Linked DNA regions of Mus musculus: region 2 is linked to region 1. The links are chromatin contacts, called in public HiCAR-type maps. All regions are on one chromosome and are shown on one strand. Each heading gives the region's core, a stretch centred on a gene start, on an enhancer-like site or on the middle of the called end of the contact. The rest is flanking DNA. Distances are from core to core; before and after follow the strand shown.

Region 1 (6,317 bases), core at 1,177-3,676:
AAGTGTATCCAGAAAAGCCTTGGGAGAGCTATTAGTCATCGAACATCCAGAAACACTTTACTGCTGTCAAATATTTTATGATTTCCCAATATTTTATGTAACTACACAGATATTTCTAAGTTGGATATGTAAGCACCCATTTTGTACCTCTATCTGTTTAGAAATTTAAATATCCTTATGCCCCAGAGCACTGAGTGCAGTTAAAAAGCTAAGATATCAAAGTCTCTAAGTTCTTGAGAAATGGCTGGTTCTAGGGCTATGTAATGAAAATCCAGGTTGAATCTGTACCATCTTGTGATATCAGAAAGTTAGGAAATGCTTTTCAAAAGTAACAAGGATATGTTAAAAGATCTAACAGCTCCCAATATCCAATGTTTGAATGCTGAGGCTCAGAATAACATACTATTGTTAGATCATATCATGAAATAAAAAGTGTCAGAGGACAGGCCCTGACCTAAAACATTGAATAATAACATGAATGGCTCTGAAATGATTTTGGTGTACATAAAAGAAGTCAAATTCAGAAGCCACGTTAAAACCTACTTGTATTTATTTGGAATTCTGGGGAAGGTAAAACTATATAGTACAGAGAATAAATCAGCCTATAGGGAGGATGGGGAGGGAGCAAAGTAGACAGAATGACAGTCATCGAGAACAAACTAAATACACAAGTTCATACTAATGTAGGTAACGCTGGATGAACCAACAAGAGCAATGAGATGCTTCATCTCAAGTATCCTGAAGCAATGGAGGACAGGATGGAGAAGCCATTATGAACTGGGAGAGACTAAGAAGGCTTGGTGCCTTCAGGGACTTCTGGTATTTTTGGATTTGTTCCTGGAGCAAAAATAGAAAAATCACTGGAGAAGGGAGAGTTGAATAAATCCTATAGTTTACTTCTTTTCATAATAAGTGTTCCTCAGAGACATCATCTGCTCACTTGAGTTAAATATGTGTGAACACTATGTTGATCTGTTTTCCCCCTAAGATTTGAGGTTCATGCAGCCCATGTGGGCCTTGAACTGTCTATGTAGCGAGAGACCAACATCTTTCTGGGGATGGTCAGCCTGGCCCAGCAGAAGCAGCTATCCTTTTAATGCTATTCAGCACTAGGGTTGTGGCTTCTCTCTCTTTTATCCAGAGAATATTCATGATGATGATCTTTTAGTTTAGACTACTTTCCAGGATTTTATATAAATTTGTTTCACATTCACAAACTAATTAGTTAGTTAAAATATTACATAATTTTCCCCTTCCCTGTCCTCCCTTCTACCTCTACCCTATATCTAACTCCCCTTTCTCCACAGCCTTTTTTCTTTAACCACTCTTTTTACACACACACACACACACACACACACACACACACACACACACACACAAATAGAAACTTCTGCATCCCTCAGTGTTGCCTGCAGGTGTATGCCTTTGGGGACTGACTGACCACTTGGTATTGGACAACAACTCATGGGGCTCACCCCTGGGGAAGACTAATTCTCTCTCTCTCTCTCTCTCTCTCTCTCTCTCTCTCTCTCTCTCTCTCTCTCTGTGTGTGTGTGTGTGTGTGTGTGTGTGTGTGTGTAGTTGCTGATTGTCTGCAATTCTTCATCTTGGGATGCCAGGAGAGAAGCGAGGCCTATAGCACGAGGCTAGTGAGATCATGAATCTTATAGGAAACCCTACCACTGCCACTGTCCCAAAGTAGCACAATTCATAACTACATTCCCTATACGTATCATTATACCCACAGGTAAGCGTAGCTCTCATCCCTTAACAAAGACATTCTTTTTACAGCAGTTAGAGACCATTACCGAAGGACACACCTTGTCAAAATACAGTGAGCAACTGAGGGAAGAGTTCTCAGCCCAACTGATATAACACTCCTCCACCTAAGGCTCGAGCAATGCTGCAGAAGACCTGGTAGAGATTTTAAGAGCCAGAGGATAGGGAAGTCTGATGTGAGATTGTGTCTTGTAGCTAGGACAGGGAAGCCACGCCTATGAAATCTCAGCAAAGTGACCAAGTCCTGAACTATTCCAACACCAGTTGACATTCCAACATAATTTTTAACACATCTTTCCTTCTTTTTGAGTGTAGAAAATATATTAATTTGATCCCCAGTCCCCAGGGTAGTGACAGAAGGCTGGCGCTAGATAGAATAAAGATACAGAAAACTGTCGCGGTGTACCAGAAAGTCCCATCCTGGGAAATGAGTCTGACAAGGTCGTGTTTACACTGCAAACACCTTTACTTCTTACATAAAGTAACCCTGGTTTCTAGACGCCTTCAACAGCATCATTTTACAATACAGAGTGAGACAGGAGCTGACTCCGTTTTCCAGGCAACAGTCCTTCTTCCAACACTGGACGTGGAGACCCCACTACGAGCACCGTTGGGCGCACCGCCCCTTCCTCTGCGCATGCGCAAACTGCAGTCCTGCTCCTGGTCCATCCGTGGCCTCGCGTACCTCCTGGGAAACAACTCCTGGCCTTCGGCACGGTGCACTGCAGGAGCGGCGGGTGAGCCTTAGACAGCATCAAGGGCGGAGGGTTCTGGGAGCTCGGGCCATCCTGGTCGCTGTTGGCAGCAACCAGGGACCAGCGGGGTGGAGGGCTGTATGGGGAAACGCCGGGGTGCGCTGGGACTCCATGGCTCGGGCTTGCGGGATCCGGATAGTCCCGCACTTCTGCAGAGCTAATCTAGGGCCTCTAGCTCGTGCTACGCCTGCGCATTTTGCCCACTAGGCGGGGAAGATGCGGGGTGGTTGGGCGGAACCCTGAGGAGTTGACTCACGCATGGCGCGAGCGTGACGCGGTGACGCATCCGTTCTCTGGCTGCTGGGGCTAGATGCTGGGATGTGGGGGGCGAGCGGGTAAGCCAGGTCCCGAGTGAATGAATTACTGGGACAGAATAACCTACCCGAGACTCGGTTTCCTTTTGTGCACAGTGTGACTATTACGAATACTTGCTGCAATTTTCTTTTCTTTTCTTTTTTCTTTTTCTTTTTTTTTTTTATTTTTAAGCTACTACTAGGGAGCCCACCCTCGCAGGGGGCCTTTGGACTGGTCCCTAGGGCGCAGTGTTTGGAGTGGAAGAGGAAAGTGGTTAGCTAGCCACCAAACCTCCTGCCCCCTCACACACCCGGGATCCCAGTTCTGAATTTGGTTCTCGCTCATGTGTTTTGTGAAAATGACAGTGTCCTGAAACCATGGAAGACTGTGTGCTCGCCGAAAGTCTGGGACAAGTTTAAGGAGAGAGGTGAGCTGGAGTTGAGAGAGATGGGTGCATACAGGCTGCACATGGAATGCTAGTTCTTGGAAAACGATTGGGAGTGAAAGGCTCACAGGTCCGGAATTGCTATCACTGCCCCTACCTCCACATCTTATGCATCCCTCCTACCTGGTTAACTGTGGAGAGGCGGTCCCTTAGACTCTTGACTCATGTGAAGGTGGCATGTAGGGACACGCTTGCTATTATGGCCATATGTTTCCATCGGACAGTAGTGTAGGTGGGTCCTGAGAATCTCAACATCTTGCAGGTTTTTAGTGACACAACCGGGGCCTGCAGATGGCTGTATATTTTGTCTCTTTGAGGTGCAAGTTTCTTATCAAGCGATCGTTTTGAGAATTGTAAGCAAGCAACTTGGAATGTAAGCAAATACATTTTGAAATTTTTATCTTGCCTTAAAAGCCCCGTTCATTTCCTTGACTTACCTGACTTCAAGGGATTAATGGTGTTAGATTTAACAAAACCTCCTGATTCCCACCGCTGTCTCCGCACTCCCTCATTTTCCTTGATCATCAGTCCGGACAAGCCCATAGCCTTTCCTCCTTTAGATTATCATTTGCTGAATTAAAAAGATTGTCTCATGTTTTTAATTCTCCTGTAAGTTGGGTGCTAAGGGAAAACAAGCGTTTGCATTCATTCAGTGCAAAGGATCTAAACTCAACTTATGTTAGAGCCACACCTGAAGAAGTAACACCTTGCTTGTGGCTGCATGCAGGGCAGGCCAAGTCTCTGCTGACATCATTCTTCCTTCTCCCTCAGCTTTCCCTCCTCCACTCAGAGCAGAAAATGAACAAATCCCAGGTGAGTTTTTTTGGCTTATTTATTCCCATTTTGTTGATTGTTTTGTTTTTCAGTGAAAAAGTAGATCAGGCAAAAGTTTACAGCCACTGTAAAAATTTGCATCGGGCCAGTTGCCAGAATTGGGTGGAAGCTTTTGAAAGTCACAGAAATATCGGCTGACAAAAATTTCTCTGTGTTTTCTGGTAGTCGCACGGAGGTGAATGTGATCTGTTGTCTATCATCCTTTCTTGTTAAAACCAGATACTAGTTCAAGCCTAACACCGAGGCTGGAGTAGACTGCTCTGGCTCTCCCGGAACGGACTCTAAAGGAGATGACAGAATCTGCAGCCCTATGTATTCTCAACGTAGCTGTCCTAAATGTTCAGCCAGCTCATTAAAGTCTAGGTCAATTTGCATGTGGGCAGCTTATGTTTATGCATTTCTTGTTTACATTCAACCTGAAAAATAAGGCCATATCCCCTCACTGCCATTCACCCAAATCAGTTCTAGAAAAGGCCACCAAATTGCCTTCCAGGCCAGCCAGCAAATGTTCCTGTCATGGCCTTTCTTGACTGTCAGCAGTATTTGGTAGTTTTGCCAGTGGACTGTTTTAAAGATTTATTTTATTATTTTTAAATAAGTTGCTTTTCATACAATGTATTTTTATCATATTCTTTCCTCCCTCAACTCCTTCCAGATTCTCCACACCCAACTTCATGTTCCTTCTCCTCTGCCAAAAAATCAAAAGAGTCAACATCAACAAAATCCAAAAATTGAAAATAAGACAAAACGAAAAGTACACTTACACAGGTGCGCACACACACGCACAAGCCTACACACACATGTGCACACATATAGATGCGCAAGCCTGCGCGCGCACACACACACACACACACACACACACACACCTGACTGATTTTTCACCAGCCCATGTGAACTTGTCTTTTTTTTTTTGCCCCAGACATTTCTTTCACCCTTGACCCTCCATTCCTTGTTTTACCAGTGGGTCTCATGTGTCTTCTTTCTTTTTCTTAATGGTTTTGAATTACTAATATACTAACATTTAGAATAGTATATTCTAATAAAAATTTTAAAATTCTGAGCCAATGAAAAAAGCTAATGCAAAAGATACAGAAGTGTCTACTCCTTCCTGCTTCACCCTTTCTGTGTCCTGTAGGTCTGGTGACATTAATCCTCTCCAGACATTCTCACTGAGCATGAAAAGTATTCTATAAGTAACTATGTCAGTTGGCAAAATCTGGAACAATTCTAGATATGAATGCATGGTCATTCTATCATCGTTATTCAGTTTTGTAATAGCTACTTAAATAAAACTAAATAATTACTTATTAAATTAGAATATGCATGGCTATTCTCATATATCCCTTCCTTTTATATTTACAAATCTGATCTCGGAGCTTCTCAAGCTCGGTTGCACCTCTGAATCTGCAACATCCCTTTACCGTCGGTTCTGAGAGCGCAGATGTAGACGGAGCCCTGAATCTCCCTGTTTTCCTCCTTCCTTTTCTCTACCAATCCTCCTTCTCCTCCTACCTTCTTCCCCCTTCCTCTTTTTCTTCTTTCCCTTAGAGATTATATCTGAGGCCTTGAATACATTCAACAAGTGCTCTGGTACTGAGGTATACCCCTGCTCCTGAGTTTTTAAGGCAAACCCTTGTTTTGTAGCCCAGACAGGCCATTAACTCATGACCTGCCTCTGCTGTCCCAATGCTGGGGATGCCATGGACCACAAGCCCAGAGGGCTTCTGAATTTCTGCAGACAGATGCTTCACTCCTGAGCTGTGCCCTCTGAATGCTGCAGTTCTAATAAGTTCACGCCGGAATCCTGTTCTGCTGTTCTGGGGACCATCTTTGGAGGGCAAGCCCGCACACTGCATCCTCCATACTTCTTATTTCAGTTCACAGCGTGTGCCAGAATTCTCCGACAACGCACAAATTACTGTTGCTGTGCGTTCTCTCTCCCCCTCCCCTTCCCCCCTCTCCCCTCCATGCCTCCTTCCCCCTCTCCCCACCTCTCTCCTTTCCTCTTTTTGTTACAATCCCATAACAGTTGGATATCCAACTGTCTAACCTACACATTTATTAAACTAATGTTGTTCTAGCTGGGCGATGCCTTTAATCTCAGCACTCAGGAGGCAGAGACAGGTGGATTACTCTAGAGTTCAAGGCCAGTCTGGTCACAGAGCAAGTTCCAGGACAGTCAGGGCTACAAAGAGAGACACTGTTTCAGA
Region 2 (6,997 bases), core at 633-3,132, 1.9 Mb before region 1:
CTTGCAGCATTCTCCCACACCAACAACATTATTTGGAAAACACCTAATATTTTTTTTTTTTAAAAAAACAAAACCACCCTTTGACCTTGAGCATATAACTTAACCTCCGAGGGAATTAATTCCACTCATTACCGGGTATCATTTGCTTTCCTAACCTTAGAAAGTGAGGTTAATTAACCAATTTATAGGCAAACTTGATTATTTATAGTACAGTTTGGGAATCTTTGTCCCTTACTTTCTTATTTCTTACATATAGAGATTTCAACGTTTTCTTCCATCACCATTCATTGGCCAATTCTTTCTAAACCTCTACATTAAAAAAACAAAAACAAAAACAAAAAATTAATGCTCTTTATCTTTCTCAAGGATGCCTCCTTGTTGCAGTAATAATTAGCGTGGGGGTTCTAGTCTAGTGACATCACCCTGTAGACAACCTGAGTTCGGATTACTAAATTTAAGAAACCCGAGTAGTGGCCTGCAAAGGTTTGATAAACTGAACATCAGTAGGCTTGGACACAAAAACGGTCGACATTAGTGGGGTTTTTTTTAACACGCAAACAGAAAGATGGTGCGTGAGCTGATGACAGGACACTTCAAACGCCTTTCCCTAGGAAGGGCCTGAAGCCTTTTGTTATCCTTACCTCCAATCCACACTACAATATCCGTGCCCAATAAGTTCTGGGAAGGAAAAGGTCCCAGAGACACCTCTTTCTGTCTTTTGAAGGGGGACCTGAGAAGCGATGCGATGGCCCAGTCGTCAGGCCAAAGCCTGACAATCTTGAGTTCGAGCCCGGAGACCCACAACCCCCACAACGCAGGAAGAGAATCGACTCCTACAAAATGTCCTCTGACCCCTCCGCGAGCGCTCTCTCGCTCTCCTCCCCTCTCTCCCTCTCTCTGTCTGTCTGTCTCTCTGTCTGTCTGTCTCTCTCTCTCTCTCTCTCTCTCTCTCTCTCTCACACACACACACACACACACACACACACACTCACACGCGATCAAATAAAATGTCAAAGTGGACGTGAAACTGCGTTCAGAAACCAGGGCAAAAAACATCCTCAAAAGTGGCCTCGGGACACCAAGAGAGGAGGGAGGGGCCCCCGGAGAGCACGGAAGACCCCCAAAGAGGAAAGCCACGGGGAGGAGGAGGACCGTCCCGCCGCCCCAGCACGCCCCCCGTCCCCGCCCTCAGGCGACGCTACCTTGGGTGGCCGGATTTTGCAGATGCCCGTTTTCTCCGCAAAGGGCCGGATGCGCCCGATAAAACTCAGCGGGTCTGTGAACTCCTCCCAACTGGGCTCAAAGACCGGGCACTCGGGCGGTGGCACGAACTCCGCCGCGTAGCCCCCCGGGCCCACGGACGCCATGGTCACCAAAAAATAAAATAAAAAGCCAGGGGGGCCTGAGGTGCACAAGCGAGGAAAGGCTTGGCTGACGGCCACCAAAGCCCTCTCACGTCCCCGCACTGGGGCCGCAGCGCATCTTCTTAGGACGAGAACGAGTCCTCACAGGAGCGCCAGCCGCTCTCCCTCCGCTCGTTTGTTATTGTTTCCTTCAGGGCTTTTCCTCTCAGGGGCAGGACGCTCCCGGAAGTTAACGTGCTGCTAAATCAGTCCGCCACCGCAGGAAACAAAATCCCACCGCCGCCACGTCTAGTCGGGTCTTCTCTCCTCGCTCCCTTCCATGACGGCCGGCGGAGCTTTTTTGTTTTATTTTGGTTTTTTGTTTTCTCACAGCTTGCCTGTCAAAGTTCTGCGCCCTCCGTCCACCCCGGGTGCGCGGCCCCTCAAGGCGCCGCGACCTCTCTCGAGGAGAGGCGAGGGAAAAGCTACCCCGCAAGGTGGAACGCGCGCTTCCGGCGCGCGGAGGAATGTGTAATGCCTCGGAGAGCAGAGGTACTGCTTCCGGTAAGGGGCTTCCGGTTCCTCTTTGTGTCGGGGGTGGGGACACGAACGCAAGGTGGGCCCCTCCGTGGCTAGTCGGCCGGGTTTGTTCGTTCTCCGAGACCTGTTTTTAACATCGTTGTCTAGGTTTGGACAAGTGACGAACTCTTGGCCGAGTTTCCGCGTCTCCGTTTCCTTCTTTCGAATGCTAGTCTTGTACAACTCGTTTCGCTCGGTCGCCTTCGTACGGGTTTCTCGCTTCTCCGTGACCAATAGGTTTCAGCCCAATTCCGTCATTACATGGGCCGGCCTTCACCACCAGCTGCGACTTGCTTTTTCTCACGACACTGGGAACCTACCCATAGAGGGCCTGGCCTTGCTAGTCTAGCTGTTGGCAGCCATCCCGAAACCGTATTTGAGTAGTAAGCAGGGCCTGAAAACGCTTGCTTTGTAACCAACCCATTTCAGTTTGGTATGAAACTGGTCACCTTGTCAGAAACCTCTACTTGGAAGGCCGGGCATAGTTGCACACGCATAGAGTTCCGATCAGCAATGGCTGGTTTAAAAAAAAAAAAAGCCACGTTTCTGGTATACGGTCCTACAGTTCCTTTATGCGTCTAAGCCTGACTCTACAAGGTTGAAGGCAAGAACCGGCTCCAAAGTTATCCTGTGCCCTCCACATCCATATACCTTTATGGTGATGAAGGTAGATGCTTTAGGGGCAGTTCGAGCTGCATATGAATTTGAGGCCTGATTAGGCTACGGGAGACCTTGTAAGTAAGGAAAATCCCTGTGTGGTGGCTCAGGACTATAAACTCAATTCTGGGGAAGGAGATGTAGAAAGAGCACCATAAGGCCACATGGTACACTTATCGAGTTCCAGAATGGTCAAGAATACGGGGTAAGGGCCAGAACAGTGGCTCAGCTGTGAAGGGCACTTGCCACCAAGCTTGAAATCCTAAGTTTGATTCCTGGAACCCCATGGTTAAAGGAGAGAACTGAAAGCTGACCTCACCTTCACGCCAGGTCCACATACATTCATCTACAAATTCACACATTAAGTAATCAAAGGCTGGGGGGGTTGGAGTGGGGGGGTGGCTATCAGGTAAAACGCTGACTCATAAATAAAGGTTCTATTCTGCTAGTCAGGATCAGGAATGCAAGGAAATGGACTCAGGCTAGTTTGTTCAATTACTTTCTGTACTAGAAATTGAACCCAAGTCCTTGAACATATTAGGTAAATGTGTCCTGAGCTGTAACTCCAGTATAGTCTCCATTTCTTGCTTAAAGAAAAAAGGGAAAAAGTGATATACAGAGAAAAAATGGACATAGGAAGGTATGATGAATTATATACAATTACTAAAATATTTTATAACAAGACTTAGGTCATTTAGCATTTAATCTGAAAAAAAAAGAACTATGCACATCAAAAGAGAAATAGTAAAATTCAAAAGACTGTTTTAAATTTTTGTGTTTGTTTTTCAAGACAAGGTTTCTCTGTAGAGCCTTGGTTGTCCTGGACCTCTCTGTAGACCAGACTGGCCTCTGACTCCCAGAGATACCCCTGCCTCTACCTCCCAAGTGCTGGGAGGAGCAAAGGTGTGCACAACTGTACCTGGTATACTTGAAAATTTAAAACTCATCAAAAGTTCTTTCATTACATACGCAATCAAAATATATTGTTATTTGGCTGGGGATGGAGCCTGAAGGATCACAACTCCAAGATCATCCTCAGCTGTCTGTGTCAAGGCTGCCCTGGGATTTAAAAAAAAAAAAAAAAAAAAAAAAAAAAAAGGCAACAAAAGAAGCAACTTTTAAAGAAAAATGAATTCATCTCAAGTAAACTGAGGAAAATACATTCCAAGCACCACATATTCATCTGTAAGTTACCAGTGTTAGAGTAGAATGAAATTAGTATCTAAGTCTGGTAAGTATTTGGCAAGACTGTGAATTACGGCCTCTGATGTATTTCATTTTACTTTTGAGCCAGGGTCTCTCTGTTTCATCCAGGCTATTATTGTACTGGATGCTAATGATCTTCCTGTATCAGCCTCCCCAGTATCTGGAACTGCAAGTATATACAGTTTATTGTTTAAAGCCTCACATCAGAGTGACAGGAGTGGGCAAATCTCATTGAGTGAAAAATGTTAAAAAAAAAAGAAAACCCACAGAATTTCTAAGGAAATGGCTTTTAATTCCCACGGTGGGGTAGTGGGGTAGTGGGGTAGTGGGGTTGTTTGATTTTGCAGTACTAAGGATTGAAGCCAGGGCTTCACAGGTAGGTCCTCTGCCACGAAGCAGCTAAAAATATCGTGTCTACATGGCCCAGAGCACATGTGGAAATCACAGGGCAACCTGCTGGAACCCACATGGTGAGTTCTCACCTCCACCGTGTGGGTTCCAGGAGCTGACCGAAGCCATCAGACTTGTCAGCAAGTGCCTTCGTTGGCTAAACCATCTCAGCGGCCCCTTATCCATTGTTTTAAACTGAATTTTGATACAGGGTCTCACTAAGTTGCCTGGTGTGCTATCTTTGAACTGAATTCTCCTTCCTTAGTTTCTATACCTGGTTAGTCCTCAAACATTTTGTCAACAGCCCATTGTGGCTGGCTGGTGGAGGTCTTTAATATATTAACACTTGGCAGAGGCAGGCAGATGTCCGAGTTCATTGACAGCCTAGTCTACAGAGTGAGTTCCAGGACAGCAGGCTACATAGGAAAACATGGTAACAAAAAGACCCTTATAGGGGATAGAGAAATGGCTCTATCCCCTCACCAGACAGTAGCATTTGCTGCTCTTGCAGAAGACCTGAGTTCAGATCACATCAGCCACGATGAGTGGTTTGCATCTGTCTATAACCAGAGCTCCAGGAGATCTAATGCTCTCTTTAAACTTATGAGGGCACATACATGTGCAGCATATACACACATGTATACATTTTTAAAGGTTTATTTATTATTGTATGTAAGTATACTCTAGCTGTCTTTAGACACACCAGAAGAGGGCATCAGATCTCATTACGGATGGTTGTGGGCCATCATATGGGTGCTGGGATTTGAACTCAGGATCTTCAAGGGAACAGTCAGTGCTCTTACCCACTGAGCCATCTCACTAACCCCCCTCATGTATATATTTTTAAAGATCTCACTGTAGGATAGCTATAGCTGGTAGTATGACCTCACTGTAGTTTAGCCATACCTGGTAGTCTGGCATTCAAGGTCATCCTCTGCTACTTACTAAGTTCAAGATCAGCTTGGGCTACATGAAATCTTGTCTCAAGTCAAAATAACATGTATACATTTTAAAAGTACTGAAAGAGCCAAAAAACTTTTACTTACATAGATTATGTATTTGTATATTTATATTTTTCATATAATAATAATTAAAGCTAACAAACTTAGCATGGCAGATATCCCATAATTCCAGCAGAACAACAAGACATAAGAATCAAGGGTTTAATCCAGCCTGGAATACATAGTAAGTTTAAGATTCCTCCTCCTCCTCTTCCTCCTCAGCCACGCACACCCCAGTGAAGTCTTCTTGGCAGGCCGAGAGGCCTGGAAGCGCTCACAAGGCAAAGAGTTTCACAGAAACTCACCTCCTGGAGCTTTGGTGTTCTCATTAACCCGTATACTCATACCCTATTCCCGCGTTAGTCTGGTGTATGGATCTATGTGCTCTCTTTTAGTATTATTATAAGTGCCTTTTAAGATTGAATTCTGACATAGCTAAGCCTTCGCCAGTGTTCCAACGTCCTAGAAAGTCCTTGAGCTGACCATGGGCTTGGAATTCAATGTTGCCTATTCAGTGACATTCAGAATTGCCTCTGGTATTACACTATCACTTAGAATAAAAGCCAAGTAAGTCGCTCCCATATACAGGAATTTACAATGGTTTAGGAAGTAGATCAGGCGGTGGTTTTAGAGTATTGCATTATTCATGAGATGGTTAGCTAGAGCAGAACTCCCAAATTAGAGCCATGGCTTGGGTGTGAAAGCCCTTGCCCTAGGAGTGTAAAGACCTCACACCTGGCTCCTAAGACTATAGCTGACCTTAGATAGGGCTGACATTGTCTCAGTTGTTTTATTGCCCAGTTCCTGCCAGTCTTTGTGTTTACATTCCTCTGTTTAGTGTAAGAGTCAGTAAGCATTCGGTAACCTCATTTGTACCTTGCTGATGTGTCACCTAACTTCCCTATTTTCTTCTGTATAAAAAGTTTGATGCTCGGGCTGGTGAGCTGGCTCAGTGGTTAAGAGCGCCAACTGCTCTTCCAAAGGTCCTGAGTTAAAATCCCAGCAACCACATGGTGGCTCACAACCATCCGTAACGAAATCTGATGCTCTCTTCTGGAGTGTCTGAAGACACACTACAGTGTACTTACATATAATAAATAAATAATAATAAAAGATTTATAAAAAAAAAAGTTTGATGCTCAATTTGACAGATGACATTCAGATTCTGGTGTTGTGTCTGTCTGTCATTCATTTGCCGACTCCTTGTCCATCTGCAACTAGAGACTCGTTCCACACAGACAAAGGGACCCAGAGGGTCTGCAGCACTCTTTTTAAAAATTGGAAATGTGGGGCTGGAGAGATGGCTCAGTGGTTAAGAGCACTGGCTGTTCTTCCAGAGGTCCAATTCCCAGCAACCACATGGTGACTCACAACCATCTGTAATGGGATCCAATGCACTCTTCTGGTGTGTCTGAAGTCAGCAACAATGTGTGTATGTGTGTGTGTGTGTGTATATATATATAATAGATTCCTCTAAAAATTGGAAATATATAGGAAGGAATGAACCATGCTTTTTTTTTTTTTTTTTTTTTTTTTTTTTTGGTTTTTTCGAGACAGGGTTTCTCTGTGTAGCCCTGGCTGTCCTGGAACTCACACTGTAGACCAGGCTGGCCTTGAACTCAGAAATCCGCCTGCCTCTGCCTCCCGAGTGCTGGGATCAAAGGCGTGCGCCACCACACCCGGCTGAACCATGCTTTTAAAAATAGTATTTATGCTATAATTTATACCATAATATTAAAATTTTAGATTTACTTCATGAGTGTTTTGTCTGCAGGTATGTATGTGCCTACTGCCCACAATAGGAGGTCAAAAGACTGGGAC

The links. HiCAR-type assays count read pairs that join an accessible place to other places.
Region 2: a HiCAR-type map of astrocytes shows a contact between it and region 1, with 6 times the contacts expected there. The contact joins the promoter of Kdm5a here to the promoter of Zfp248 in region 1. A contact is called at or near these places in 2 of 39 promoter capture datasets (the 3T3-L1 cell line and hippocampal neurons), 1 of 115 datasets of contacts at active chromatin or transcription factors (astrocytes) and 1 of 9 other capture datasets (adipose tissue).

The regions. Positions count from the first base shown.
Region 1 is chr6:118,451,615-118,457,931 of GRCm38.p6, reverse strand. Zfp248 (zinc finger protein 248) reads left to right here and starts at 2,426. Exons shown (of 6, transcript NM_028335.2): 1 at 2,426-2,516; 2 at 3,021-3,255; 3 at 4,045-4,086. The coding sequence starts at 4,072.
Region 2 is chr6:120,358,984-120,365,980 of GRCm38.p6, reverse strand. Kdm5a (lysine (K)-specific demethylase 5A) reads right to left here and starts at 1,882. Exons shown (of 28, transcript NM_145997.2): 1 at 1,203-1,882. The coding sequence starts at 1,367. It also overlaps a transcript of Ccdc77 not described here.